2 separate regions of the Mus musculus genome follow, and region 2 is linked to region 1. The links are chromatin contacts, called in public Hi-C maps. All regions are on one chromosome and are shown on one strand. Each heading gives the region's core, a stretch centred on a gene start, on an enhancer-like site or on the middle of the called end of the contact. The rest is flanking DNA. Distances are from core to core; before and after follow the strand shown.

Evidence for each region. A called contact is a pair of places that touch in the nucleus more often than the background predicts.
Region 2: a contact with region 1 is called in a Hi-C map of the 63-12 cell line, with 2.5 times the contacts expected there. The contact joins two enhancer-like sites. A contact is called at or near these places in 1 of 15 datasets of contacts at CTCF or cohesin (pro-B cells) and 1 of 484 Hi-C or Micro-C datasets (the 63-12 cell line).

What each region holds. Positions count from the first base shown.
Region 1 is chr5:97,695,978-97,699,441 of GRCm38.p6, reverse strand. No RefSeq gene overlaps it. Among named protein-coding and RNA genes, the nearest start is that of Gm34029, 61 kb to the right of the region's middle. Within about 2 kb of position 1,666, at least 17 of the 459 cell types and tissues checked have an H3K27ac peak or open chromatin away from gene starts, as enhancers often do. A contact at or near this core is called in the 63-12 cell line, where this site is marked.
Region 2 is chr5:97,883,924-97,887,116 of GRCm38.p6, reverse strand. It overlaps Antxr2 (anthrax toxin receptor 2), which reads left to right. Exons shown (of 17, transcript NM_133738.2): 17 at 517-2,429. The coding sequence ends at 555. Among named protein-coding and RNA genes, the nearest start is that of Gm34097, 39 kb to the right of the region's middle. Within about 2 kb of position 1,481, at least 18 of the 459 cell types and tissues checked have an H3K27ac peak or open chromatin away from gene starts, as enhancers often do. A contact at or near this core is called in the 63-12 cell line, where this site is marked.

The DNA.
Region 1 (3,464 bases), core at 417-2,916:
TTGTTAAAGTGACACGAGCTAGAGTTGTCCAAGAAAAGGAAACCAGAGTTGAGAAATTGCCTCATAAGATTGTCCTGTGGACAAGCCTGTAGGACGCTTTCTTGGTTTGTGATAGATGTGAAAGGGTATAGCCCATTGTGAATCAGACCATCCCTGGGCATGTGATCCTGAATGCTCTATGTAAGCAGTTTGGTCAAGCCATGAGGAGCAAGCCAGTAAGAAGGAGCAAGCCAGTAAGAAGCACCCTTTCATGGCCTCTTGTACCAGTCCCGGCTGTATTTTCATGACCTGATTTCTCTCAGTGCTCAACTGTAATCTTCGAGGTGTAAAAAATATTTTCACCAAAGTTACATGTGATCACAGTGTTTATCACAGCAATTGCAAACCTAATTAAGACAGATGATGTTCATTGACTACTCAAGGTTTCACTAATCTTTTCTTCTTATTGCAGGGAGTCGACATTCAGTACAGAGTCTGCTTGATGTTAGCTTGCAGTTCTTTAGATTAGCTTTGCTTTCTCAGCAAAATCATTACATCCAGAGCAGATCCTATATATAAGCTCAAGAAAATATTCTCTTGCTGTAAGCAAATGAAAGTATCCATGGACTTAATGATTTGGCTTATTTTAGACTTGGAGAATCTATCATCTATCTATCTATCTATCTATCTATCTATCTATCTATCTATCTATCATCTATCTTTCCATCATTTATTATTTTAAGGAGTATTGGTGAATTTAGGACATTGTATACACTTGGCCAGTGTTCTACCATTAAGCCTGCATCACCCCAGAACATTTCAGAAATATATTTCAACTTATAGAATATTGTTCCAACTTGGAAGACCCTCTTATTATACCAGCTTTCCTAATAGCTCTGCTTTAGAAAGGATCAAGATAGTAAATAATTTTCACTTCTCTGAAACACAGCTAACCCTTTCCTAATAGAAGCTAAAGGAAGATTATACCCCAGAGTCTTCAATGGTTGCTATTTGAGATCTATAAGAATGCTAGCTCCTCTCAGACTTCTGTGTACTCCAACAACTAGCATGTTGGGTTGTATGTGAAAATAATATGCAGAACTTTCTTATTTTCATCTTTATTCTATGTGTATTCTATCACCAAATTTTTATGGTTTTAATTCTGAAATATCACATCTAGATATTATGTTTCTTATTGTTTAATCTTCGAGGCAGCACTTCCTGGTTTACTTGTGATCAATGGTCTTAGTGTGATTTATTTACTGGTAAGTATACTTACCAACTAACAAGATGGTACTGAATCAATACCAGAACTAGTCTTTGTGTGCCTAAGACATAATTCCAAGAAATATAATTTATTGACCTCAGATCTAAGTTGAATTATAGAGCATACGCTTTGCTTGGAGCAGTAATGATGCTTCAGAAATTGCCACCTGGCTAACAAGCCCAGTGAGCAGTGTACAAGGCTCTGATGTCATTTATAACAATACCTATACATCGGATAACAAGAACTGCACTGGCTTCCACCTCTGTTGGCTGTCCTAAGTGCTGGAAAGACTAATTTGCCTCTCTGAGTTGCTACTGGCCATTGCCACCTGCTGACTTTGGCACTCTGATCCCCTGGCTCCCCTCCTGGAATCCTGGCAGCCTTCCCATGATGCCAATCTTGAGCCAGAGAATGCAGGGATGTTTGGAACTGCTCGAATTGCTGAGGCCACATTGTGCAAAGAGGCTGACAATGGGGAATCGCGTGCTCCCCAGGGTCCGTGTGTTGACGACTCTGAAGATCAGCTGGCTAACAGCAGCAATGATTGGAAACCGCCCCAGCAAAGGCCAGATATTGGCAAGGAAAGAATATTGAGAGAACAAGCATCTGTAGCAAAAATAAACAAGGCTTTATGAGATAGTTGTGAACCTTTTTTTTTTCATTCAGCCTGAATTCATTTTAGACATTTAAAACTTTTCAGAGCATTGCACTTGAACGTTTATATTTTACTGTTGTACCTCTCCATCCGAATGCTTCTACTTGTAAGTTGTGTATTAAAAGTTAGATGTTCTTATTCAGGATGGGAGTTCTCAATTGCTACTCAGTCATGGTGGATTCTTGGGTTTCTGAAACTCTGAAATTCTTCCTCTGTGCAGTTTTTTAAGACCCAAAATCTTGATGTTTTTGATTACTTGTGTTTAAAAAACAAACAAACAAAAAAAAAAAAACCCCAATGTATAGAGCTGAGGATATACCCCAGAGGTAAAGCCTTAACCTAGCAAGCAAGACTATATGATTTCAACCCCAAATAACTGAAAATATTTTTAAGCACATTGTCTGAATAATAAACTAAATAGTCTTCTCTTAATAAGGATGGAACATTTGTGAACTTCTATCTAACCAGGTTGCAGGATCTCACATGATGTTATAGTTGAGTCAGCACGGTTGCTATTCATTATAAACAGAATCATGATAACCAATGTAACATTTCGCAGATATGAATCATGGCTTGTGGGAGTCATTTATTAAGTCAATTTTATTTAATTCATGTCTGATGAAGTCAATAGATTAGGCCATTAATAGAATAGCCTGATGTACTCAGAGGTACTGAGAACAATGTACACGGCATACAATGAGGTTAGGAACAAAGAAGAGGGGGAGATGAGGACCAGACCATCTGCTGCGGCTTCCATGGAAAGGGATGGGTGAGGATGGTTAATAGGTTTAGGTGATAAACAACTTTAAATAATATCAGCTAGCCCTGGGACATGGCTCTATATCTTATGAAAGTCCTGGCCCCAGTAGGAGTGGAGTATTAAAATAGCCGAAGTACTGAGTACTAAAGACCTGAGAGAGGAAGTAGCTGTGACTGGCTCTGCACAGGTTTGCTATGTCTAACGAGAGGCTGCGTTTGTTTACTGTATCTGCTAATGATCCCAAGAAGGGCAGCCAGCTAGCAGATCATCAAGAACAAAGAGTAACAAGACTGGGATTCATTCCTGAAGTTAGCCAGCCTGTGCAGGATCATGTGGTAGTGAGTTTATGACAATGGAAACATAACTTGTTTGGCTTTATATATTGGCTTCAGAGAAAAACTCCCCAGTCTCCCTTGATTTGTCTGATAACTGCTTTACCACAGAGGGAAATAATATAATGACGTCTAACATTCATTATGGCCAACCATAGTCACTTCCTGACGTTATGCAGGGAGGGAAGAAAAGAAAGAGGAAAGCTGAGTGGAACCACAGGTGTCCAAAGCCCTGTGGACCATGATGACAGGCCCGTTTACTGTTCTGATAGCAGAGACACAGTAGTATAAAAGCACCAAATGGTTAGTGTGTGTGTGTGTGTGTGTGTGTGTGTGTGTGCGTGCGTGCGTGCGTGCGTGCGTGCGTGCGTGCGTGCGTGCGTGTGTGTGTGTGTGTGTGTGTGTGTGTGTGTATTTTCCTTTGTTGGATGACAGGGTATTTGGAGAAAGATTCCTTTTCTTCTGATTACT
Region 2 (3,193 bases), core at 232-2,731, 190 kb before region 1:
GGTCAGCAATCTAGGATGTGATGTAGAATAAAGTACAGCACAAAGAAAGCATCTCTATCCAGTCTCGGGTTTCCTTGTCCTTGGTTTTAACGACCTCTTTAATATAGTCCTCGTAAGCACATTTTTAGAATCACTCAATTGCATAAGAAAATTCATCCATTTTTACTTCGTCATAGAAATGTATACGGTGATGTTATTGAGAGTTTGATTTTATGACAGCGGCGCCACACTTCAGACAGCACTTACAAAGTTTTAATCCCATGTTGATTTTTTTTTCTACATGGACTTTAGCATACCATCAAATAAGCAAATTTTCTGTACACAATAAATAAAATCAAATGAAATAAGATCTGAGCCATGTTGTCTTGAGCCAGGGAAAATGATGACTTAATGACTAATGGGGACATTGTTCTGAGCTTTGGTATCATTAGTTACATCTTGCTATGGAAAGTAGATGCTCCTTGACTTTTTAACAACTGCTTCCTTATTTCACCATGGATATCTTTCTTCCCTCAGGGCCGATGCATAAACTTCTCCCGGGTTCCACATCAATAAGACGGGAGAACAAAGAATGAGAAGATAAGAAGACAGTGTGACAGTGTATCTTCATGATGCTGATTTCCAACAGAACCGACAGTCCGGTGCATCTCAGAAGTTCTTGGGACAACAGCCCATTTTCTCTCTGTCAGGAAATGTTTCCTCTGCCTTCTGCTTTCTGTGCACTAAACATTTTCCAACACTTGTTCTGCCATCGACATGAGAGGTGATGAAAGTCATCGGCGATAGCCCATGATTCACGACACTGAAAATCCCGAGGAATGTTAGTTTGCATGCTAGGGTTTATGCAAAGCTCGTTTTGACTATGTAAGAGGACAAAGCAGACACATCGATGATGTAATGATACCAAAGCTAGGACTGCAAATCCACCAGCCACAGAGGTTTGCAATGGAGACTGGTGATTCTGCCATGAATGTGTGGCCCCTGTGCTTTTGTTTGGCAAGATCTTTAGCTACAAGCAAAACATGAAGTTTCCTCCCAGGCTAAACAGATAATGGAGTCCACTGCCTTGTAGCTATGTCAGATAGCAAAGCCTTTCCAAGTCCTCCATTACTTTGTGCCTTACAGGAAATTTCTGACTAGAAAATCTTGTCACTGTTACACTGAAAGTGCACACGCATGACAAAATGTAGACGAGACGCCTCAAGGTACTGGATGCAAGCAGGATTTTTGCCCTTTAGTTTTCCAAGACACCTTTCTTTTATTATGCACTTGAGACAAGAGAATTAATAGAGCGTTAATTCAACAGGAAGACCGCCTCCAACCAAAGACCTGGAGCGCAGCATAAGGACTTGTGATTTGAGACGTTGTCCCCAGCCTGGTAGATCCCCCTTTCTCAGCATTTGGGATTTAGCAGTGCATAAAGCATTAATATCTGTAAAAACACCTAGATGTTTGTTTGGCTTTTAATTTAAGGAAGCTGCAACCACAAAGCTTCCGCTCAGGGTTTTTTCTTCCTTCAAGTCTCCAAGGGCTCTTCAGCGTCACAAGCCAGCAACTCTCTTTGCATGAAAATTTCAAAGTTTAATTAATATAATTAAAGGCAACAGCAAGCAGCAGCCTGTGAAGATTTTGCTCATCTTTTTTATGCCTTTTGACATTGAGTGACCTATCACTGTATGCATGTTACTTAGAAATTGAGGAGCACCACACCTTGGTTGTGGTTCAGCCTGGGAAAGAGACCTCCTTCCTTCTGTTTATAAATTAAAATCAGGAGGGGCGCCATCAGAAAGCATGGACAATATACATACTATAAATTTTTAGAAATATCACCATCGTGTCACGTCAACGATGCCAAATTATGTTAGTGTGAGCAGAAACCCGGTGGGGGAGGAAGGCGGCAGCAGCCGAAGGAAATAGCTCAGATAATCTAGTCACTTTCGATACTGTACTTCAGATGCGAAATGGATATTCGACTGGAAACCTGACAAAGCGCGCCTGCTTTGATGTGAACTGTTATAGACAATGACCAGTGGCCGGGTCAGTGGGATGTCTCTCTGCGAGCACAAAGGCTTATCAAATGACACTAAAAATAAGTTCAACAACCATCACTTTGGAAGGGAGAAGGCGAACATTTCATGTTTGGCGGGCATGTGAGTGCAGGAGATGGAAAGAGCCATTTAGAGCATCCTCATATAATTGCCCGCATTGTACTCTTCATGGAAATTTCAAAGGACGGCAGTGATATTTTTCATTGGTGTCCACGTTTGTGGCACTGCTCCAAGAAGCCTTATGCACACATACAAATATACAAATGCACACACCTACACTCTCTAGCTTTAATCTTTTTGCTCAACCTTATTTATATCACTGACTGGCTGGATCCAAAGTCACACCTCCACATATTAGTGAATAAAAAATTTTTACCTGTGTCTCTGTTATCAGTTTCTTTAAGTTCACATGGAGCTTACACTTTGTAGGGTTGGACACACAACTGCTCTGGTTAGTAACAAGATGGAATTCTATTCCATTGTAAAATATCCAACATGTTCACAGTTGATTCATGGTTGATGTTACGGGTATAATCTGTGTGTGCACATAGAAGGCTGGTAAGTACACCTAACTCTTCCTGTGATGGTCTTTGTAGACGTTTGTTCTGTGTCTGCCTCTAAAACAGGACCTATGGCCACTTCCCCAAAAGGCATTTCATTTCTGATGCAGGCACACACCCATTCGTGATATTTTAAGAGCATCAAAAATACTACAGAAGCTCTGGCTATGTTTCTTTGGTAACCACTTCAAATTTTCACAGAATCCTGTAGCATGTTTGCACCACGAGGGATGTAAATAAACCTCTGCCTTTAAATGGCAAAATAGCTTCCTTGAGATTTGTTGCACTGGCTGGAGGATGTGTCATAAAAATACAACAAAGAGCTGTAAATGAAGAGGGTGAGTCAGGAGTCTACACATAGACTGGGAAAGGATCATTCATAAGGTTCAAAGACAGATGGAATTCCATTGCCCTTAAAGTTATGAACCAGATTAATGTTATGCTTTAATCGCAGATCTTAGCAGAAATGAGAATTTGTTTTTAAAATTAATCTTCTTGGCAGAGGACATTGCGAATCTTTATGTGACACTTTTCATACATAGCAATAGCTCCCGTGTGATTGATCTGGACACGATGTCAGTCGAG